Regions from separate parts of the Mus musculus genome. Here all the other regions are linked to region 6. Evidence: chromatin contacts called from public Hi-C, Micro-C and promoter capture Hi-C data. All regions are on one chromosome and are shown on one strand. Each heading gives the region's core, a stretch centred on a gene start, on an enhancer-like site or on the middle of the called end of the contact. The rest is flanking DNA. Distances are from core to core; before and after follow the strand shown. Region 1 holds the start of Ryk (receptor-like tyrosine kinase). Region 2 holds the start of Cep70 (centrosomal protein 70). Region 3 holds the start of Cldn18 (claudin 18). Region 4 holds the start of Dzip1l (DAZ interacting protein 1-like). Region 5 holds the start of Sox14 (SRY (sex determining region Y)-box 14). Region 6 holds the start of Msl2 (MSL complex subunit 2). Region 7 holds the start of Pik3cb (phosphatidylinositol-4,5-bisphosphate 3-kinase catalytic subunit beta).

What was found. Promoter capture Hi-C pulls out the DNA fragments that hold promoters and counts their contacts. Hi-C and Micro-C count contacts between places; a contact is called where the count stands out from the background.
Region 1: a contact with region 6 is called in a promoter capture Hi-C map of liver, with 4 times the contacts expected there. The contact joins the promoter of Ryk here to the promoter of Msl2 in region 6. A contact is called at or near these places in 3 of 39 promoter capture datasets (the 3T3-L1 cell line, hippocampal neurons and liver) and 2 of 115 datasets of contacts at active chromatin or transcription factors (astrocytes and extraembryonic endoderm stem cells).
Region 2: a contact with region 6 is called in a promoter capture Hi-C map of erythroid cells, with 14 times the contacts expected there. The contact joins the promoter of Cep70 here to the promoter of Msl2 in region 6. A contact is called at or near these places in 3 of 39 promoter capture datasets (the C10 cell line, erythroid cells and pre-B cells).
Region 3: a Hi-C map of cortical neurons shows a contact between it and region 6. The contact joins the promoter of Cldn18 here to the promoter of Msl2 in region 6. A contact is called at or near these places in 1 of 39 promoter capture datasets (hippocampal neurons), 1 of 484 Hi-C or Micro-C datasets (cortical neurons) and 3 of 115 datasets of contacts at active chromatin or transcription factors (embryonic forebrain, pancreatic cancer cells and stem cell-derived neural progenitor cells).
Region 4: a contact with region 6 is called in a promoter capture Hi-C map of hippocampal neurons, with 3 times the contacts expected there. The contact joins the promoter of Dzip1l here to the promoter of Msl2 in region 6. A contact is called at or near these places in 4 of 39 promoter capture datasets (the 3T3-L1 cell line, 3T3-L1-derived adipocytes, hippocampal neurons and 1 more) and 1 of 115 datasets of contacts at active chromatin or transcription factors (astrocytes).
Region 5: a contact with region 6 is called in a Micro-C map of embryonic stem cells, with 4 times the contacts expected there. The contact joins the promoter of Sox14 here to the promoter of Msl2 in region 6. A contact is called at or near these places in 3 of 39 promoter capture datasets (embryonic stem cells, hippocampal neurons and second pharyngeal arch cranial neural crest), 3 of 484 Hi-C or Micro-C datasets (all in embryonic stem cells) and 1 of 115 datasets of contacts at active chromatin or transcription factors (astrocytes).
Region 7: a promoter capture Hi-C map of erythroid cells shows a contact between it and region 6, with 17 times the contacts expected there. The contact joins the promoter of Pik3cb here to the promoter of Msl2 in region 6. A contact is called at or near these places in 2 of 39 promoter capture datasets (erythroid cells and pre-B cells), 1 of 484 Hi-C or Micro-C datasets (embryonic stem cells) and 1 of 9 other capture datasets (liver).

What each region holds. Positions count from the first base shown.
Region 1 is chr9:102,833,403-102,836,581 of GRCm38.p6, reverse strand. It overlaps Ryk (receptor-like tyrosine kinase), which reads right to left and starts at 1,662. Exons shown (of 15, transcript NM_013649.3): 1 at 1,343-1,662. The coding sequence starts at 1,526.
Region 2 is chr9:99,241,925-99,244,916 of GRCm38.p6, reverse strand. It overlaps Cep70 (centrosomal protein 70), which reads right to left and starts at 1,576. Exons shown (of 18, transcript NM_023873.4): 1 at 1,427-1,576.
Region 3 is chr9:99,708,554-99,711,709 of GRCm38.p6, reverse strand. It overlaps Cldn18 (claudin 18), which reads left to right and starts at 1,647. Exons shown (of 5, transcript NM_019815.3): 1 at 1,647-1,981. The coding sequence starts at 1,762.
Region 4 is chr9:99,628,140-99,631,181 of GRCm38.p6, reverse strand. It overlaps Dzip1l (DAZ interacting protein 1-like), which reads right to left and starts at 1,651. Exons shown (of 16, transcript NM_028258.4): 1 at 1,513-1,651.
Region 5 is chr9:99,874,414-99,877,628 of GRCm38.p6, reverse strand. It overlaps Sox14 (SRY (sex determining region Y)-box 14), which reads left to right and starts at 1,459. Exons shown (of 1, transcript NM_011440.1): 1 at 1,459-3,215. The coding sequence starts at 1,945. The coding sequence ends at 2,667.
Region 6 is chr9:101,073,365-101,076,481 of GRCm38.p6, reverse strand. It overlaps Msl2 (MSL complex subunit 2), which reads right to left and starts at 1,720. Exons shown (of 2, transcript NM_001100451.2): 1 at 1,062-1,720. The coding sequence starts at 1,203.
Region 7 is chr9:99,138,486-99,141,787 of GRCm38.p6, reverse strand. Pik3cb (phosphatidylinositol-4,5-bisphosphate 3-kinase catalytic subunit beta) reads left to right here and starts at 1,577. Exons shown (of 24, transcript NM_029094.3): 1 at 1,577-1,797. It also overlaps the pseudogene Gm2773.

The sequences.
Region 1 (3,179 bases), core at 413-2,912, 1.8 Mb before region 6:
CAAAACTCTAACACGCAACGGTAGGCACATGTACTCGTCTCTGTCTGCTGCCAGATATCTCTGTCTCCCTACTTCCATCCTGGCTAAGGCAGGAGAGGAAATACATGTCAATAAAGTCACAATTACGTAAGTTCTTTTAACAACAACAAAAACAACCCTTACAAAAGCACGCCTAGGAGCCGCACTACAAATCGTTATTTTTTCCCAAGCCTTTCTCCCATGCTCCAGGCGTAACTCAGATGCCATTTCAATTCTGCTAGACTAAATTCAGCTAATTCAACTAGACTATAAGGAAGGTTAAATTAGGATGTTAGGAAAACACAGTTCTTTAGTTAAAGCCGATAAACCTACACATACAACTATGTCTAAACAGTCTGCTAAAAGCAGTTTTCATTCCGAGGCTAAACTCTCTCAACAGACCCTAAGAAACTCTTCTAACAGGCAGAAGGCTCTCTGTGAGCTTGAGGCCAACCTGGTCTACATAGTGGATTCCAAAACAGCCCAGGCTACATAAAGTCCCTGTCTGGAAAGGAAAAACAAAACAAAACAAACAAACAAACAAACAAACAAAAAAACCTCCTCTAATACACACATACGCATACACACGCGCGCGCACACCACACACACACACACACACACTTGGGGGAGGCATACTCGCTCACTAAAAAAGTGACACTTAATGGATATTTAGGGGGAGACCTTTCCAGTTCCAACACTTCACTCTAAAACACCCCGATAAAAAGTGAAGGGACTGCCTTAATGCACAAAAGACGGCAAAAGCTGGGTATCCCTAACTATCAGAGACTTCCTTTTGATGGCTGGCCAGGCCTTCCTTCAAGGGCTGATTTTCAGAATGCACAGAGTTCCAAGCGGAGGGCAGAGTCGGACTCCCCAAACAACGGGCTAAACAGGTAAACGGAACCACCGCCGACGGACCCCAAAGCCAAGTTCTCCTCTCGCTTCAGGGTCTGCAGAGTAGGCAAGTGGCCTGGAACGGCAGCATCAGGTCACACTCAAGGAACCCAAGGCAAACCCCGATGCTTGGGATCCGGTCGGCCCGAAGGTGTGCAGGATGCCACACAACTCAGGGCGCCCGGCTCACCTTGCCCCCCACTCGCTAACCAGAAAGCAAGCGCACGGCGGCGGCGTGGCCTGTGGGCCACCCACAGCAGGCTAAGGAGCGGCCACCCGTGTCCCGAGCGCCGACTCCGAGGCTCCGGAGCTCCGCGGCCTAGAGTGACACGCGCAGGGAGGCTGCAGAGAGGGAGAGAGAGAGAGAGAGCGCGGGCGGCGCAGCGGCAGCACCGCGGGCTCACGAGGCCCCGGGAGCCGCGCCACTCACCAAGCAGCCGGCGCACCTCGTCCTCGCTCAGGTAGAGGCTCACGCTGGGTCCCGCAGGAGCGGCGGCCAGGGCCGGGGACCGCGGGGCGGCGGCGGGCAGCATCGCCAGCAGCAGCAGCAGCAGCGGCGGCGGCGGGGCCCTCAGGCCGCCGCTCCCCGGGACGCCGCCCCGGCCCGCGCGCATGGCCGCCGCCGAGCAGGAGCGTCCGCCGCCCGCCGCGCCGCCGCGCACCCCGGCCCCGAGCGCCTCACAGCCCCGAGCCGGGGGCGGCCGGCCAGCTCATCGCGCCGCCGCTTCAGACCCGCCGCCCGGGAACGGGAGGGGGTGGGGGGGCGAGCTGCGGGCGGAGACGCGCGCGTGCGCGTGCCCGCCGTGCGCGAGGGCGCGCACGCATGTGCCGCCCGACCGAGAGCGCCTGGTTCTGGGGCGCGCGTGCACGGGAGAGCGTCTCAGACCTGAGGTCGGGGTGGGGGCCGCGCGTAGGGGTTGGTATAAATAACATTACGTTGTTTGCCAGGCTGAAACGCGCGAGGAATAAAGGAAATGAGTTAAAGAGACACAAACTAATCAAAAACAATAATGAAGTGCCCTGGCCAGGCGAAGGGCTCTAGGCTAATATAGCCAGTCCCCAGCCCAAGTCGTTGAGGCCTAGAGTCGGTTGGTCTCTTTATTCTTCCCCAGGTGCGCCCTGAGTCTTGGATGCTGTCTCAAAAGAAAAGAATGCTGTTTTATTTAGTGAGAAGGGACGGGTACGTAGAAATCTTCCCTTATCCCACCATCAGAGGTCAGCCTCTAGTTAGCATGTCTGTTCCCTAAAATTCACATGCCACACACTTTCCAGAAAGCAAAAACAAAAACAAAAAAAACTCATAAAACCTTAGTAAACTTTTTATTTTGTATTTTGGTTTACAGTTTGTTTGTTTGTTTGTTTGTTTTGAGACAGGGTCTCACTATGTAGCCCTGGCCCGCATGGAACTTGCTATGTAGACCAAGCTGGCCTTGAACTCACAGAGATCTGCCTGCCTCTGCTTCCCAAGTGCCAGGATTAAAGGCCTGTGCCACCCATGCCCAGCAAGCTTATTTTTACATGTGACGAACTTTTATTATCCTAGTTCTCCTTTACTGTAAATCAACCTGTATCTGGGCTTTTAACCTGTGGTCCATGCCAGCCCCCCCCTCCAAAACATGGAATGTATGTGAGTGTGTGCTTATGGCTGTACATGGCTGTCTGTGTGCATGGGTGCTTTCACATACTGGAGAGTGGTTTTTACATTTCATCCCTTGCTCTAGGAAGCCCTTGTCTCCCTAAACCGGTTAAGGATCTCTGATACATCCCAGAGACTCTGATGAAGAATTTGGGGAAGCCCCAGTCAAGCTTACTCCACAAGCCATCACTCAGGCTGGCTCCCAAGCATCCCTTCTCACTTCCTCCAGAACAGGGTCATCCCATCCCTGTGACCCGTTCACTGACCTTATGCCTCCCTCCTTGCCTGTGGAGAGCAGCTGCTTTCTGCCCGGCCTAGCTTCAAGCTCCCAGTTGCCCATCCACACGCAGGCCCTGAGAGATATTACCTGTATCCCCTGCCAGGGCAGGGAGAGAGACCGAAGAGGAGGATAGTTGGATCTTGATATTTTTCCCCCCTCTCTCCTGTAGTGAGAGGGATGGATTCCATTTGGAGACAAGCTGGCCTCAATTTGTCAAGCTTCAGTTCCCCAGCACAGAATACAGTGCCCTGCAGGAAGAGACCAGGAAGTGGGCATGAACTGAACAAAAGCATGCCATCAGTGAATGATGAAAAACACAAGTCACCTGTGGCCACAGCTACCTCGTAGGGA
Region 2 (2,992 bases), core at 327-2,826, 1.8 Mb after region 6:
GATGAAACTGGAGATGTTTGAAACAGAACCTTGGCTGACCTAGAACTAGCCTAGGCAACCCATCCCTCTCAGCCCTGGGAGTGTGAGTACAAGTGACAGCCATCATGGGGGGAAAAGTGTATATTTTGACACAGTCCATCCATGTTTCACAACAGTTCATTAATTGCCCTGTAGGTATCTGAGGATCTGTTAAAATACAACACATACTAAAATTTTATAGCCAGGCAATGGTGGTGTGCACTCAGGAGGCAGAGGCAGGAGGATCTCTGTGAGTTCTAGGTGAGCTGGGTCTAGAGAGCTAGTTCCAGGACAGCCAAGGCTACATAAAGAAATCTTGCCTCAAAAAACAAAAAACAAAAACAAAAAAAAAAAAAAAACAAAACCCCCATAAATATAATAGCTGGGTGTGGTGGTGTTTAGCTGTAACCCCAGCATTTCAGAGGTTGGAGGATCAGGAATTCAATGTCGTCCTCAGACGGCCTGCATGAAACCTTGCCTTAACGTGAATCAACAATTCAATTCCAACAACATTGCAACTTGCTCTTCACGGTTTACCATTTACTAGCTATTTACTATTTACAAAAATCCATGCAATGCACAAGATTGAAACCAATGCCTGCAGCGCTGATATGATTACAAAATAAAGTGGCAGGCTAGAGAGACAGCTCAGTGGGTAAAGGCACTTGTCCCAAGAAAGCTTGAGAAGCAATCCTCAGAATCCACAGGAGGCGAGAATTCTGTAACCCCGGGCCTCCTGTAGGGAGATCGGACTCTGCAGCTCTCCCCTCCATCCCCTACAGTATGCAGAAAAACAAAAGACCTTGTCTCAAACAAGGTAGAGGCAATGACCGACGCCCAAGGTTGTCCTCTTTCTCTACGTCTGCACCGTGGCGTGAACAATTATTGATTAGTTGATAATAGTGGGAACCTTGATTAGGCTTTGCTGTGTTTTTCACATTAATCAACGTGGACCCACATAAAGGCGGAGTCCTTAAATTTGTAATGAGTCTGACAGGAGGGGTACTCGCCTACCCTTTACTCCGCGATCTCCCACTTGGCTCCAAATCGCTATCACCTGACAGCGCCGCAAAGAGAACTGGAGCTAGCCCGGAACCCAGCCGATTCCATGTAGGAGTCTAAGCTCAGTTCCTGCTTCCTCTACCAGGTCGCACACCTTCAACACTCGGCTGGGAGAAGAGGTTGAGTGAGGAGCGAGGGACACAAAGCGACGGGCGGGCTCCCCGCAGGGAGGTCCACGCCCACACCTGCACGCGCATTTCCTAGCTAGCGCGTAGGAGCCGGGGCGACTCCATTCTGAGGGCCCTGGCTGGTGAGTGGGACGCTCCGGATTCCGGAGAAGCCACCTTTGGGCGTGCACCTGAAGGGGGCCCACGTAAAGTCCTCGGCGACCCCAAGCGCCACTCACCTCGGTCACAGCCCGTGGCTTCCACCGCGCTCGCCCCCGCGGCCTAAGCCCCGCCTACGCGACCGTTAGCGCAGCCAGGCTGACCAATCGAACTGACGCAGTCGATGGCCTCCCAGCGGGGCGGGACAACACCACCTGGCGCGCCGGGAAGGCGGGTCCACGCCGCGCTCTATCGTTAGCTCCGCCCACGGGGCGGGGCTTCTTCCCGCCTCCACTCCCACCGGACCCGGACTTGCTGCGGCTACTTTGTAGCAGGCGCTTTGACACTTCCTGGACGCTCCGCCTGATAGTCGCTCAGTCACCATGGTGTTTCTTTGATCCCCGAGAAGCTAGAAATACACACATTTGCGGTTGCAAGTGAAAGTGAGGCCGGGGCTGCCTTATTATCACTGGATGCCTGCGCTCCCTACAGCTCCCCCTCACGCCCTGACTGCGAGCCTTTTTCAGGAACTGTCTGCACGGGGCAACCCCAATAAGCATTTCTTGATAACATTTCACCTTCTCCTTGAATATTTTCAAAGGTCTACGAAGAACTGAGATGCCTGCCTGACGAAGCTCAGTCTAGATAGGCAGTTTGGGCTCCTGTTAGACACTGATAAGACTGGTTAATAAAGGGTTTGTGGCTACAGAGATAAAAGATTACATAAGGACATGAGGCACAACTCTTGCTTCAACTTTAGATAAGCTGAAAAGCCTTGAAAACGATCTATGGGCCTCCAGGTTAATTAAGTCAAGATCTCTAAAGTGGGGCCCACACGTCCAGAGTTTATATGGTTCCCCGAAGTGATTCTAATGTATAGCCAGGAGGGAGAACCAACTGTCCGCTGAGAAATAATTAAGACTGATTCTAAACCTGGTGGGGAAGAGGGACTGGAGATGTAGATCAGTTGGTAGAATTCAGCGTCCGGGAAGCCCTTGGGTTTGATTCTTCAACACGGCCTAAGACAGGCGAGCTGACACGTGCCTGTAATTCCAGAATTTAGGAGGTACAGGCAGATCAGGAGTTCAAGGTCATCCCTGGCTTTATAGCAAAAGTCAAGACCACCGGAAGCTACAGGAGGCCTTGGCTCAAGGAAAAAAATAAAACGAAGGTCCTTCTCCACTCTTTTCAAAAACCAAAAGTGGGTTAAGAAATCCAAAATATGTAAGGGAAAAAAAATCATGTTCGCAGTCTAAAGGATGACCTCGAGTTTTCAGGAATCTACCATCGTTGTCCTTGCAACTTACAGCCACACGGTGGCGGTATTGACAACAGGCATTTCCAGAAGGACTTGGGAAATGCAAGTCCCATCAGGGTCTTAGTGACCCTAATACATCAACTAAAGTGACTCTCTCTGGGTGGTCCAAGGGCACATCTCTTAAGAGAGTACTGCTCTCAAGCCCACGTTTAGGCACACAGTGAGTCTAAACTGTGTGTGTTCTCTGCAAACACATCCCAATCCCTCTATTCCCCCTCATGGCCCCTTCCTTCCCTTTCTATATCTGGATATTCACACTACGGAGCTGACAGATTTTCATTTTCAGCTTCCTAAGACAATCTAACTGCTTACCTTTTCCAGAACAATA
Region 3 (3,156 bases), core at 398-2,897, 1.4 Mb after region 6:
AGATTCTCCTCCCTGGACCACCAGTCAGTCACTCTCTGGCACAGACAACTAAAGCAGTGGTCTCTCATCAGAGCACAGAAACCGCACCCAGAAAGTAAAATTTTCATTTTCCAAGTGTTTTAAATATATCCTCTAAAGTGTGTAGACTTATAATTTCTCTCTTTTCATTCAGATTCTATGTAGGTAGATTTAGCTTTAGTTTAGCACTTAAATTTAATTTTTCCTAAAAAAAAGAAAGAAACAAAGAAAACACACACACACACACAAATTCATTGCCACATTTCAACCAAGAAAGAAAGCATATTACTGAAATAAGATCCCCTCCCCAACTTTAAAAGTCAGTGTAAAACATCATAGAGAAACTGCTACAAATAAAAATAGGTAAATCAATTTTTTTACCTGTTTCAACCTATTTTAGCTGCATTAGAGCCGACATTTTTAGGAGGAATGAGTGATAAACCAGATAGCTGAGAACCACACACACAGAGCTCTGTGGGAATGACAAATATGGCCTCCGGTAGCACCAAGGTTGGCAGTGCCCCCAGAAGCAATGTCGAGAATTAATCTAGAATACATTCCACCAACATTATTTAACCTAATCGATCAATCTCAGTCCCCCAGCAGAAGCCGATAGCATTGACAATTGTCTCGGCCTTGTAGCTCGGCTCAGCAGCACTCGGAGCTTCTCATTTGTCATGGCTGGCTTGTTCCCTCTTTGGGACAGTTCTGGTTCATGCTTCACTCTCTACAAATACCAACCACAGGAAGCAGTGTGCAGTCGAGGAGAGGGTTGCCCGAGAAGACCATCCATGTTAACTATTTTTTTGTGTGTTTATTGGGACTGGGGGCATCCAAGATAACATTCAAATATGAGCTGGCTTCCTGGAGAGAGAACTTGCCATGTCTAGAAAAGTGGTGGGGGAGAGAGGGTGTGGTTGTGTGTGGTTGTGTGTGTGTGTGTGTGTGTGTGTGTGTGTGTGTGTGTGTGTGGTATTTGGTATTTGTATAGTTCCGTTTTATGAGGGACAGCTCCCTGGGCCATATCAATACCTGCAGATCAAGGGTATATCTCTACAACCTGGTTTCCTGTTCTCAACTTTGCTTGTTCTAGCCTCTCAGTTTGTAGATAGAGAAGGAACGCTAGTCTGAAAGTGAAGGGTAGAAATCACTACTGCTGCCTCTTACAGTACTTGTAGTTCAAAACATCTGGACAAATTCCTTTTCCACCTCTTAACGAATGAAATAATAACAGGTGCCCTGCCCTTTGGGGATCAGAACAGAAAGGTGACATAGAAGTGCGAGGAGAATGTATTACAGTCTGAATTACAATAGGGACAAATGGGTGAATCCCAGCAAGTTTTGTTATAGATAGGGTCAGCCTTGGTGGTCTCTCCTCATGCTGTCACGGTAGTGGACAAACTTTGATTTCCCCTAGATAGTGCGTTCTGGGCAGAGGCAGAGCCCGGAGGGCCTGGAGGAGGGGAGAGTAGGTTCGTCCACTCAGCCTGCTCCACGTTCCAACCACCCGGGCTGCAAAGCTCAACCAGACAAGTGCCTCTTGGGGCTGCTTCCCCAACAAATGAAAACCATGCCCTTGAAGCAGGAGCGAAACTGAACTATCTAAGGAAAACAGTATGAGCAAACACTGAGCTGAGGGGAGCTTCTGATTAAGAGCGCTCCCCAGCGAGGCCCGAGGCCGTGAACCTTCCCAGCAAGAGGGTGGTGGTTGCTCCTGGAAGCCTGCGCCCAGCAGCTGAAGCCATGGCCACCACCACGTGCCAGGTGGTAGGGCTTCTCCTGTCCCTCCTGGGTCTGGCCGGCTGCATAGCCGCCACTGGGATGGACATGTGGAGCACTCAAGACCTGTATGACAACCCAGTCACCGCCGTGTTCCAGTATGAAGGGCTCTGGAGGAGTTGCGTGCAACAGAGCTCGGGGTTCACCGAGTGCCGGCCATACTTCACCATCCTGGGCCTTCCAGGTAGGCGAGGTGATTGAGGCAAGGCTGAGGGGCTGCGCATCCTCAGAAACTCCCAGGACTGAGCAATCCGCCTCAGGTGTGACTGTGGCAGCCTTGGCTCCCAATAAAAGGTGTGAATAGAGAATTTGGCATTGGATCAAAGGGAACAGTAGCCATGTAGGAGATAGGAGAATTCATACAGCAGCCAAATAGAGTGGGTCTAATATAAGGACGTGCTGGTAAAGGCTAGTTTGAACCTTGTTGTTTAAGGAGAACATAAAAGGCTTCTTTCCATTAGCAAGAGACTTGCTTCTGCCTGAATAGACTTGAGAGTAGAGAGGGGGGGGGGGGGATGGCATTTTGTTATAGACAGAGAAATTTATTGAGAGTGATTTCAATTGTACTTTCGATTTGATTACTTTTTTTTTTAAAGCAGGATCTCTGTGAGGTGTAAAAAAACGATCATTATCATTAAATTACGATTTCCTTTTTCTGCATTTGCAATTAAAATATCTGCTATACTTGCCCTAAAAGCAAGAGTTGTCAGATTATAATATTATAACAATGTAGGATATAATATATGACACCATTTCACCTTTGAAGATAAAAGTTGAATTTTGCTTCTAATATGAATAATTTTTTCATGCATCATAGGCACTTTGCATTCTCGATAATTCACAAACTCAACTTGTACAAGGGCATAGGTGTGGCTTTGATTCTCTGAAGCAAACCCCTTGTAAAGATGAAACAAATCTACAAGATGCTAAGGGGTCGTGAGGCTCTTGGAGCGGAATTATGAAAAGCAATTTGATTAGTCCATCTTTGTTTTGAGGAGTAGTGTCAGGGTGGACTCTGCCTTGGAAAGCCACTCCATGCAGGGTTACAGTCACAGACTGGATGAGAAACCTAAGCAGGGAGGCAGGGGAGAAAGAAAATAGCCCGAGGGATGGGGAACAGACTACCAGGAGAGATTATACTGTGTTGAAGGGATAGGTCAAGGGGAGACCATACAAAACCTGGATTATTGCATGGCTAGCCACATCCATACTAAAATAGACTGAGATCATATTCACATGTTACCTCCGTGTCTGTCCTGTGCTCAGTACCCTCTTTCTAGCACCCACCAAACACTGCCGATTGCGTGCTTCCTATCGCAATGTCTGCTCTGAACATTCCAAGCCCGACTCACCCACGTG
Region 4 (3,042 bases), core at 402-2,901, 1.4 Mb after region 6:
ATGGAGGTGGGCTTTGACTGGTGGCTCATGGGAATATCTTAGAGAATAAGGCCTAGCAGGACCTATTATCCCCAGGCACAGAAGTGTCAAAAACAAACAAAACCTGCTCCACATCGGAAAGAAAACTAACAGACTGTCCTGGGGTTTCTTGTCTATTAAAGCGCTGTTGCTTCCTAACAGAGCCTCTCCATCTTTATTCTGGACCAGACCCCGTCACTACAATCACCAAGCAAGTGACTGGCCAGTGTTGGGGCAAGTGGTTGGCTAGCCCACAGCTTCCTCTTCTGCAAAGTGAGCACAGGACATTCAGAACTGCCTACCAAGGGCTCCCCTTCTCCTCTGAAGTGTTCTGAGTGGCACAAACAAAAGAAGTTCAGCTCCCAAATGCACAAGATTTCTGTTCTCAATTTAAGGCATGCAGCTAAAACAGTGGTTCTCAACCTGTGGGTCGCGACCCCCGAGGAATCTCAGGTATTTTTCATGTCCGATATTTACATTAACAATTCATAACCGTAACGACATTACAGTTATGAAGCAGAATGAAATAACTTTATGGCTGGGGGAATCACTATAACATGAGGAACTGTATTAAAGGCCTGCAGCATTAGGAAGGTTCTGTACTTTAATGATCTAAAACCATTTCCACAGGAGGGAGCAAGCAGACAGACAGACAACCTTCTCTGAGCAGGGTAGTTTTCCCCTGCCAGACCACACCTTGGGGAAGGAAGTGACCATCTTGCTGAACACTTACAGACAGATGGGAGAGCAGGGTTGGAACATCTCACACTCCCTAGGCCTAATCCTGTTAGAAACCAATTCCTGGAGACATGGCCAGGACAGCACCGGCCCTGGGCCCTTCAGGACCGTTGTGAAGGCAATTCTACCAGGCCCTGTCCTCTGATCCTGCCTGGTACACACTTGCCCTGTGGACTTCTACTCTCATCCACCCCTAAGTCTGTGCTCCCGTTAAACTTCAGCCCGGGACCGGAAGCGGAGGAACCTAGACACGCCAATCTTTATTTAAAAATCATCTCGTTAGTAACCGAACCCCACTTCCCACAGAACTCGGATCTGCAGTCCCTTAGATCGCTTTACTGTTTTCAAAAACTGCATTTCCCAAGACCACACTCCTGAAAACGCCGAGGGTTGGGTGTCAGACATCCCCCATTCCGCGCCTCCGTGTCTCCTGGCATGCGAGCTCTTCCCCCCCGCAGGGTACCTCAGTCCTGCACAATCCGAAGCCGCTGGGATAAAGGGATGGAGGCACAGGGAGCGGGACGTCGTGAAGCACCCTCGACCACGCAGCTCCTTTCCTCGCTTGGCTACCGCAGCCACTAATGTTTAACCTGCGCGCGCAGCGGCCAAGTAGCTCCGCCTGGAACCGCGCTCCCTCCGGCGGCTCCCCGCTGGATTCCAGACATAGTTTTCCTGGGAGGCCTGTGGCAGTCTGGGGGTCACCCGGAACAAGGGCCGGCGACTGGAGGTCTTAGAGGTTCCCACGTCCCGACTCACCCCATCCGCAAGTCCAGACTCACTCCATCTCCTACAGTGCAGCCCGAGGATGCTGCCAGCCGCGCGGACCCTACGCGTCTCTCCCCGCCAGTAGCTCAGGCCTGGGGTCTGCGGTGCTTCCCACCCCAACCCCTACCCCCAGCCCATCCACCCACAGCAGAGGCGGAGCCTCTCCCCAGAGCCCGGGAACAGCTATTTTTAGAGTTGCAAGGGAGGGGGGTTGGGGGGAAGGAGGGAGTGCTGCTTTGAATTCGTTAAGGAAATCCAGCATCCAAGTTCCCAGGCCTTGATGAGCGGCAGGACAGACTCTGTCACCATCCCTTCACTTCACATGGCAGGATGCAGCGACTGTTGGCAAGCCCGCAAAATTAAAGGAATTTGACCTGAGCCACATTAGGAGACCCATAGGTGTGCTCCAATTTGATCAGATGGCAATCACCTTTCAGATCCCTTATCCATTAACGTTGCCCAGAAAGCTCCGGCAGGAGTTGGGGGTATTATATTTTCTCTCCTGATTATAGATCCCTGCCCCCTCTCGTTGGGACTCTCATCTCGTGACTTTAAGTTCTGGGAGGGTTTGTTGTATCTTAGGGCCTTTCTCTCAACACAGCTTCAAAATGCCAAGCTCTGCATCTTGGGGACAGCAAGGACAAAAGCCCTAGGAATAAACGTTGCCAAGGGTGGGGAGAAACTCAAATTTCTGTGCGTTATTGATGGGAATTCAAAATGGTACTGCCACTGTGGGAAACAAAATGGTTTGCCATGATTCAGCACTATTTGAAAATATTACAAGGATTAGGAGGTATAGCCTTGTTGGAGAAAGTGTGACACTGGAGGTGGGCTTTGAGGTTTCAAAACGCCCATGTCAGACCCAGTCTTCGCCCACCCTTACGGGTCAGGTGGGTCAGGATGTAACTCTTAACTATTTCTCCAACACCAGGCCTGCCTGCTACCATACTCCCTGCAATTATGATAAATGGACTAAGCCTCTGATACTGTAAGCAAGCCTCCAGTTAAGTACTTTTCTTTTTCATAAGAGTTACCTTGGTCATGGGGTCTCTTCTCAGCAACAGAATAATAAATAAGGCACATGTCTAGATCTATATCCAAAGAAGCTTAAAGCAAGACCCCAAACAAACTCTTGGACACTTGTATTTAATGAGCTGTCAAAATGGCTCAGCAGGTAAAGGGCTTTGTCATCAAGTCGGATATCCTGGATTGGATTCCTGTAACCCACACCGTGGAAGGAAACAACTCCTGAAACTTGTCCTCTGACATCTGTATATACAGATATGTGCGTGCGCGCACACACACACAATGTACAATAAAATAATAACATTATTTACAACAGCCAAAATGTGGAAGTAATCCAAGCGCCCATGGGCAGCTGATTGGCTAAGAACACGTGGCTTACACATACAATGGAATATCATTCACCCTTAATGAGGAAGGAAATACTGGCATGTGTTATTACATGGACCAGATTTGTCTTAGTCCATTTAGACTACTGTGATACAATACTACAGACTA
Region 5 (3,215 bases), core at 210-2,709, 1.2 Mb after region 6:
GAATAACATCCAACACTGTTAAGAACAGCCCTAAAGCTGACCGATTTCCCGCCCCCCCCCCGCCCCCACGTTTTTGCAATCATAGGAAGCGGAAATAAATTCTCTCCTTCAAACACAACACACTACATTAAAAAAAAAGGCCCTCCCTTCTTGCCGCCCACCTACCCCCACTCGCAGCTTCTGGTAGCCGACTGCGCCGTGGGCATTTCGGCCTGTCCTCCTCCCGGGAGAGACTGGCTAGCGCAAAAGCCAATAAGTCTGGAACACACTCCAGTCCTTCAGGACCCGGGACAATGGTTTCCATTTAATAAATATTTCCCCCAAGGGCATTTCGCATCGGCCAGGCAATTATTCAAAGAAAACAGGCTCGCAGGTTGGCTCGGCGGGTTATTTCGTCCTCTTTACCCGAAGAATGCTCATCTGACTCGAGAAACGAGCCCCCATCCTCACTGGGTGGGAAAAGGCACCCTGAGAAAAATTGACCCTAGCTAAGAGGGTACAGCCTGAGGCTCCACGCTGCAGGCGCAGAAGAGAGACCAGGAAGGTCCCCAAGCCCCGCCTTCCCTCTGCCCTTGCAGTTTGGACGTTGAGGGAAGCTTCGAGTTTTAAATCGCCTAATAATAATAACATAGGTGAATAAGAATCAGGATGGACCTCTGCCTACCACACTCAACCCTCAAAGTGAAGAGTCCTAGTGGCAAGGGCCCCCAAAGTGAAGAGTGTTAAGGGCTTGCCAATCAGGACTCTAAACCTCTGCGAAGCCCGCATGAAGCATCCTGGTCTCGGCTCAAAGCTCTTGGCTCCGACCCCCAGGGACCCAGAACTGCTCCGCAGAGCGTCCTGGATTACAGGTGGAGGCGCCGCCTAAAGCCAACCTGGGAGAATGATACCAAAGCACCGTAGATGTTCTGGCGCGAAAAGTTTATTTTGGTTTTGGCCTGAGTTTGATATATTCTTTTCCTCTCCCAAGGATCTTTGACAAGTGTGTGTTGTTGGGGGCGGGGTGGGGGTAGAGGGTGCTGTCTTCCCATTTGGTGACGGGACTGTCCTATTTATCTACGTGAGCTCTGGGCTTGCTGGCTTGGCTGACAGCTTCCTGGGTCTTTATATTATTAGAAGCACCGGTTCTCCTTTGAACAACTGGGGAAGAAAAACAGGGGTCACGAAGAGTTTTAATTTTTTGACAGTGCCAGAGACAATGTGAACCCCCGCCCCGAATCCTGAGCTATCAAGCCGCTCTGTTCGCGGTGGCGGTCTCTCTGTCCCTCATACCTCTCCCCGCCCCCATCAGGGACGCTCCGGGTTTCCACTACTCGCGAGTTGGCAGGTGCGCCCCCTCGCCTTCCCTGCTGCTGATTGGAGCCCAGGTTGGGGAGTCGCCGCCCCGCGCTTATGTCAGAGTGCGTGCGGTCCCGGCCCACCTCGCCTTTGAACTTCGCCGCTTTTGGCTGCAGTTCACCAGCCTCCCCGCATTCTCGGCCAGGTGCAGTGCTAGGCAAAGCAGCGCCCGGAAACCACGGGAGGGGGGGAGCCACGGCCAGAGAAGCCAGGGGAGAGACGGGAAGGAGAGAAGGCGAAGGTGAAGAGGGAGCGAAGGAGGAATCTCCTGCCCTTGCCAGAAAATTACCTAGCCACTTAATCCCAAGACTCTGGTACTTGGGCCCCAATCTCTGGTGCCCACAGACTCCAGGCCGAGCGCCCTCTCATCCCCGCTGCCCTTCCTACCCTTCGGCCCCCTGGGGGCTGCCTGGGGGCTGGGACTGGCATGATCAGTTGAAAACTTTGCAGGGTCAGCTCTTCTCTCTGATTTCCCCTCTGCGGCTCCGAGACGAGGGGAGTTCAGAGTCCCGGGCTCAGGACGGACAGAAAGACAGACGGCCAACCGCGCCCAGGCTCGCCCGCAGAGCCCCTGCATTCCCCGCCCCCGCCCGCCTCGCCGGGACCATGTCCAAACCTTCAGACCACATCAAGCGGCCCATGAATGCCTTCATGGTATGGTCCCGGGGCCAGCGGCGCAAGATGGCCCAGGAAAATCCCAAGATGCACAACTCGGAGATCAGCAAACGCCTGGGCGCCGAATGGAAGCTCCTGTCCGAGGCAGAGAAGCGGCCTTACATCGATGAAGCCAAAAGGCTGCGCGCCCAACACATGAAGGAGCACCCTGACTACAAGTACCGGCCGCGGCGCAAGCCGAAGAACCTGCTCAAGAAGGACAGGTATGTCTTCCCCCTGCCCTACCTGGGCGACACGGACCCGCTCAAGGCGGCCGGCCTGCCCGTGGGGGCTTCCGACGGCCTCCTGAGCGCGCCCGAGAAAGCCCGGGCCTTCTTGCCGCCTGCCTCGGCACCTTACTCCCTGCTGGACCCTGCGCAATTTAGTTCCAGTGCCATCCAGAAGATGGGTGAAGTGCCCCACACGTTGGCCACCAGCGCGCTGCCCTACGCGTCCACCCTGGGCTATCAGAACGGCGCCTTCGGCAGTCTCAGCTGCCCCAGCCAGCACACGCACACGCACCCGTCCCCCACCAACCCGGGCTACGTGGTGCCCTGTAACTGTACCGCCTGGTCTGCCTCCACCCTGCAGCCCCCTGTCGCCTACATCCTCTTCCCAGGCATGACCAAGACTGGCATAGACCCTTATTCGTCAGCCCACGCTACGGCCATGTAACCCCAAGCTTGGCCCGGACCTGATGGGTAGCGTGGAAGCAGAGATCTGAATCCTTTCCTTTGCACCTAGTCTGGCCCGCAGATGCCTCTGGGTCAGGCCTGCCGCTGCCCCTTGCCCACCCCAGACTCTGCCTCTCTCTTCCAGGGGGGAAGGGAAGGGCCATCATCCTGGACCCAAGGCACAGACTGGTGCCAGAAATTTGCAAACATTTAGAAAGCTACACATCTTCTTCCCCTCTCCCGACTCTCCCAAAGCAAGTCTCGACTGTACCCCCTTTGGACAAAAAAAAAAGTAGGCAGTTTTGCTTTATTTACGTCCCCCTCACTGTCCGCGGATAGGCTTTGGACTCGGAACTCCCAGATCCTGGTATTATATCTAGAATATGCGTATATATATATTTTTTCCTTTCCCACTGAAGAAAAAGAGCTGAGTCTTGGTGCTGTGCCGTCAGACACAGCTAGGCACCATTTGCTCTTCCTGTGTGTGGGGAGGTGAAAGGCTTAAAAGTTTAAAACTTCAGGAAGGGAAACCTTTCTGTTTAAAACCAT
Region 6 (3,117 bases), core at 471-2,970:
AGCCTCCAACACAGTAAGTGGAGAACATCATCAGTACTTCCTTGTTGCTCTCATTTCTATTAAACGTCTCGTTTTCTAATAGGCGGAGGACTTATACCATCTCAAGAGGGACAGAGGATAATCGTTCTGGTTTTCTGAGTGTCAAATACTATTTGTGCCCAGTTAACACGAGTCATCACCCTTTAAACACTTTCCAGTTAGACAATATTTTCACTCATCTCTTACGATTGATTAAGTATTGTAACCGACAGGGGCTAATACCCTTTGAAAAAAATCTTAAAATAATCCTCTGAAACGGGACATGGCTGTGCATGCCTGAAATACCGGCATTCAAGAGACTGAGACACTAAGACCACTAGTTCGAAGTCCGCCTAAGCTACATAGTAGGAACCTGTCTTAAATAAGCAAGTAAATAAACAATGCGACTCTGCCAGGCCACCTGACATTAAAACTACAGAAAATCTAGTCTGTAAAAAGATCTCACCAACTAAAAAGTACCATCAGCTTCATTAGGTCAGTGCTAACCTTCAAACCATCTGTTGTAGAACCTGGGGCACTGAGGTCTCTGGCTGGAGGTGCATCAAGATTATACCATCCACCCTCTGCAAAACACGAGTGCAGTGCATATTTCTTAACAATGTTTGACCACATTTAATGACAATGGTATTCAATCAGTTCCCGCAGCAGAGGTTTTAAAAAGAAGGCAGCATGCCGCTGGCATTTCAACCCCATTTAAGACATCACCGCTATACGTGTGAAGCCGTCGAAGAATTTTTTAAAATGTATTTTAAAAAAATAAAACACCAGAAAGATGTGTCAAAGCGAAATAAAACCATTTTGAACGTTAAAGCCTCCGTACAAAGGTGGCTGAAAAAGGCTCTCGGCCTTTCTGAAACGCCGGGCAAAAGTCCCTGGGCGACTTTCAAAACTAACGACCGTGTACTACTGCACAGTACCACCCCTTAAGACGAACTACCGGCCGGCCAACCGTTCACGTTACTACTGCCAAAGGAACTTTAGAAAACAAGCAGGGAAAGGGGAACAATAAAGAAGCGTCTCACCGCAAACACAGCACGAGAGGGACTGTCGGAAGTAAGGCAAGAGCCTGTTAATCTCTGTAAACGCCTTGGGGTCTCCGGGGTCGTAGTTGAGCACTAGGCGGCTCGCGGAAATGTAGAGAGCAGTAGCATTCACCGGGTTCATTGCAGACACTTCGACACCAATGGCTCCCGGTTGAAAAGAAATTCCGGATCCAAGTTTGTAAGCAGCCAGGGAACAATGGCGAATTTAAAACAATTCGGAAGAAATCTGAGCAGAACCCCTGGCCAAAGCAGCAACCAAAATCCGTGCAAGTTTGTGAAGCTGAAGCAATCCTCCCACACATGGGGGCCTCGGCGCCCCTCCTCTGTCCCTGAGACTTGCAGACCAAAGAGAGACAAGCGAAATCAGCGATCGAGTTCGTCCGACACGGCCGCGGCTGGGTGCTCCGGACGGGCTCCGGGTTCGCTCTAGCCCCGCGGCTCGGCGGGCGGCCTGCGCTCGAGCAGCATGTCCGGCCGCGGAGGCACCTCCGGGTGGAGCTGGCGCGCACGGGAGCGGGCCCGGTGGGGTCCAAGCGGTCCACACGTTTCTCTTCCGACGGCGGGGCCCTTACTCCATCGCAGCGACGTCGCGGAGGCAGCGGGACGGTGGGGACTACGGCGCAGGCGTCGGATTCCCGGGTCTAGTGCCAGCAGCCGCGGCGGCGGAGGTTGCTGTTGCTGCTGTGGCTGCTACTGCTGCTGCTGCTACTGCGGCGGGAGCGCGCCGCTGCCGTTCTCGCCATGCCGGACGCGGGGCCCACGCTGCGCCTGGCGCGGCAGGCGGGCGGGAGGGAGGCCCCCGCCCGAAAGGGAGGCCCGGGAGGAAGTGCGCGCGGGGCCCGGCGGCGGGAGGGGGCGGGGAGCAGGCCCGGCAGGCAGGCAGGCAGGCAGGCAGGCAGGCGGCGACGGCGGCGCCCCTCCGCTTCTCAGCCGCACACTTGGGGTCACCAGCGCAAGCGCCGCCCCCTCACAGCCCGGCCATCTTTTCGGCACGGCACGGACGACTCCTCCAAGCGCGACTGCCACGGTGCTGCGCCGCCGCCGCCGCCGCCGCCGCCGCCGCCTGCCTGCCCAGCCGCGGTTTAAGCGAGCTCACCCCGCCAGGCCGCCGCCGCCGCCACCCAGCGCGCACGACCAGGCCCGCTGCAGGCCCCTCCCTCGCGCCTGGCCGCCCTCACGCTTCTTCTCGCGCCGCTCTAGCTCCGTTGGGCCGGGGCTACTCCGGCCGCAGTAGATGGTGCGGCGCCTCAGGCCCGGCCGGTAACGACGACCGTTACCCCAACGGGCAAAGACACTGTCATCCCCGAGCCTCCCCCGCCGCCGTCGTCGCTAGCCCTTGTACGCATGCGCACAGCGCGCTCTCACCCCCCCTCCCCACCCCCACCCCCCGCCCTTCCTCTCCCTCCGCTTCCCTTTTCCCCTGCTTCTCCTCTAAAAGCCCCCTCCACACCCTCCCCGCGCTGCCGGCTTCACTGCGCATGCACAAACCCCCCCAACACACCCACCCCGACCCTACCGCCTTTCGCCCTTACGCGTGCGCTTTGACCGCCCACCCAGAAAACCGGATAAACACATTAGCCCGCTCACGCCAGCCCCGCCCTGCCCCGCCGCCAGCACACCCCGAGCTCACTGCGCATGTCTGGCTCGCCACTTACGGTTCCGTGCACGGAGCATGCTCGGTTTCGAGCCGGACGCGCTCTCCGCCCCTCCCCCACGTGCTCTCCAATCCGGTCTCCCAGGCGTGTGGGTTGTGGTGAATTGGGGTAGCGGGCACGGTCTCCCCTCGCGTGGGCTGCCCGCGTCGCGCCGTGGGGCGGAGGTGGGGGGAGGGTGTTCGGGGACCGGAGTTGACCCCAGTGGGAGGATGGCAGCCCAGCCCCGGCCTCGCCGGCCTCCTCCCGGAACCTAGCGCGTGGCGGGCCGTGGACTAGGCGCTGGCCCACAAGTTTGAAAGCCACTCCTCTAGGTCCCCAGCGAGCCTGCCCTTGTGCGTGGACACAGCCCGCGATGTATGCTCTGGTTCTGTAGAGTCCGA
Region 7 (3,302 bases), core at 328-2,827, 1.9 Mb after region 6:
AAGATTAGGCCTCGATCCACTCTTTGTCATAGTACATTCCTATTCTAGCATTTCCATCCCCGATATTCACAGAAACTTCACAGGTATTTGGCAAGCTTCTTGTTTTACTCTCTGTCTCTGTGTCTCTGTCTGTCTCTGTGTCTGCCTCTCTCTCTCTCTCTCTCTCTCTCTCTGTCTCTGTCTCTCTCTCTCTCTCCAGGTTTCTCTGTGTACTCCTAGCTTTCCTGGAACTTGCTCTGTAGACCAAGCTGGCCTCAACTCACAGATCTGCCAGCCTGGCTTGTGTCACCAACCCTTTCTGCTTGGTCAGAAAGCCATTGCTAGTCTAGTGCAAGATACTTTTGCTTCTGTGGTGGACATGAGACTGACCTTGTGGTGGAGGGGAAGGAAGAAGCTTGGTACAAGGGTCGAGGATCAACGTGTGAAGGTCCTTTACTGACATTTCTGGCTGTGAGCTCGCTAAATATTAAGGGGAATTCTATTCATTAGACATCTGAAAAGACCTGGGCTTCACAGTTGGGTTAAGCATTTAATGTCCCACTGGCAATGGGCTGAAGCCTCAAAAGCTCCACATAAAATTACTTGTAGAAACCCCAAACTTGTACAAGCATGGTGAAATAGGTTAACCTCTGTTTTTTGTTTTTGTTTTTGTTTTTTTTTTGAGACAGGGTCCCTGCTATGCAGCTTTGCCTAGTCTGCAACTCAGGAAGTAACCTAGCTGGCCTGGCAATGCACCTGCCTTCTGGTCCTGAATGCAGAGCTTTATAGGCATTAGCCACCACGCTTGATTTTTTTTTTTTTTTAAATCACTTAGTTACATCCGCAGAATCAAACTATTGTTTTGACACCTTGTCTCATTTTCCTTCTACTTGTAGATTCTATCCTAGACTACTTAAGTATTTGCTTGAATTGTTAGAGTGGCGTTAGGTTACAGTAGGTTTACTATATGTAAACAAAAAGACTACAAGTATCCCACGCAGGACCTCTTAGGCTATGTGAGTGCCCTACCGCTGAGCTCTATCCGCCGCGCCCAAGGTTTGGCTGACAGTAAGTGAAATTCAAGCGTCTCACTAAAGAGCCATGAAATTTCCCGACAGCAGGGAGACAGAGGCGAGAAAAAAAAAAAAAAGCGCTGGGCGAAGTGTAAGGTTTGGCAGCCAAACGTCAGCTGCGGTGGTGCAGAGACGAACACAGAAGTGTTTCAAAGGCTGGACTCTTTACATCTAAATGATCGTTCACATCGCAGGGAATGGAAGGCCAGCTGGGCCGTGGGAACAAAGGGGAGTCTGCGGAGAAGCGGAACCGGGAGGTGCAGGTTTTCCCGAAGGCGGCGAGCTGGGGGCTGCAGACACCGCAGTGCTCTGCGAGCCAACCCCAGCGCGCCGGCAGCGCAGTAGGAACGCGGCACCGACAGCCGCACAGGGCGAGGCTGGTGCTGCCTCCCCTCGAGGGGCGGGGCTTGCGCGGTGAGTGGGCGGGGCTGCCTGGAGGCGGGCGTCGGGGGATTGGCCCTAGAGGGTGGGCGGGGCCGGGCAGCGGGGAGGAGAGCCCGGGAGGCTCGCGCGCGCGCTCGCGCAGGCGCGGGCACGGCGGTGGCGCGCGCGTGCTCCGTCGGGCGGTGCAGCGGCTGCGACGGAGCCGGCCATGGTCGTGGGCGGTGGGCGGGTGTCGCGCTGAGCCCCGAAGGCAGCAAGAGACTGGGAGCGGGGCATGCGGGTGTCGGAGCCAGGCGGGCACGGCTGCGGGAGCTGCTGACGGCGCTGCGGGATCGGGAGCCGGTGGCGGCGCGCGGGGCAGGTGAGCGCGGGAGGCGGCGCGGGCTGCGGCGCTGGCGGCTCGGGCGGGCGCTTCCTGCCGGGCTCGGCCGCGGGAGCGCGGGCTCCGAGGTACGCGGCGCCCAGGCCTCGGGCGGCGGACACCGAGCAGCGGAGGGCGCCCGGTGGGCGACCACAGAGAGAGCGGGCGCGGCACGGCCCAGCCGGTGTCGGTGCGGACGCCCGGCGGCTGCGGACCCTCAGGTGTTTCGGCGCAGCGTTCACCGCACGATTCCGGGCTCTCCGGTTTCAGACCGGTCAGAGTCCCGGTGCTGCGGCTAACCCGTCCCGCGCGGCCTTGGCTGAAATACCCCGAGGAGACGTGAAGCGGGAACTGTGAATACTCACCTCCCGGGATTGCGGGAGGCCGTGCTAACCTCGCTGTAAGTGCTCGGTGGACGGGAGCTTTTGGGAGTCGCTCACTGCAGCATCCTTGCTGGCTCTGGCTTGTTCCTTCCTAGAGGTTGGTATTGGGGGCAAATTTATTTCCGAACCGCTCTAGTGTTGCAATAAGCTCAACTCGAGTTGCTTAACGAAGGAGCCTGTTATCTTACAGCGGCCAGAGTAGGATTCTGTAGTCTCTTCCTAGAATTCTGTAGTTTCTCTCTTGGAAAGGCTGACTTGGAAACCTGTCTTGGGTACGGAGTGAATTAGTGCTAAGAATCCTATCAGAATCAGAGTTTACACAACGTGGAAGATGGTGGTGGGACATGTTACCTGACTTACTTTGGTATTTAACCCATCTGAAGTGACACTTAAATTGTCACTTGTTACAGAGTATAAACACAGGAAGAGTATGGAAACATACTCCTTTTTTCCTGCATTGCTACATCCGAAGGGAGTGACAAGTGCTTTTGTAAACATCGTTGTGGGCAGTGTTACTTACTGTCTGGTGAAGTCATCATAATTAAATTAGATGAGTATTTATTCTGAAGTGCTGAATGGATGTTTGGGAATACCAGTCGTAATGAAATCTCCAAGGAGTCTGAGTTTCCAGGAGTTCATTATCACTTGCGGGTCTTGGTACTGCTTTGTAAGTTTTTTTGTTTTGTTTTGTTTTATTTTGTTTTGGATCTTTTGAGACAGAACCTTGCGGTGTTATGGATCTTTTGAGACAGAACTTTGCGGTGTTAGTCCTCAGTGGTCTGGAACTCACTCTATAGACTAGGCTGGCTTTGATTCATGCCTCTTTCTCCCTTGTCTTTGGATTACAGAACTCGGCATATCCAGAATAGATGTTAAAAGTTAGGGTGGCATCCACTTGTAGTCCCATTGCTGGGGAGGGGCACACAAGTAGATTCCAGGAGTTTGCTGGTAGACCTGCTAGCTTAGCAGAATCATGGCACCCTAGGCCAATGAGAGACTCTACCTAAAAAAATAAGATGTGTGGCATCTGAGGAACACACAACACACACACACACAGATTTTTAAAAAAGAAAGCAGAAGACAGAACTGTGTAGAAAGACTATATAATGTGTGAAAGATCAG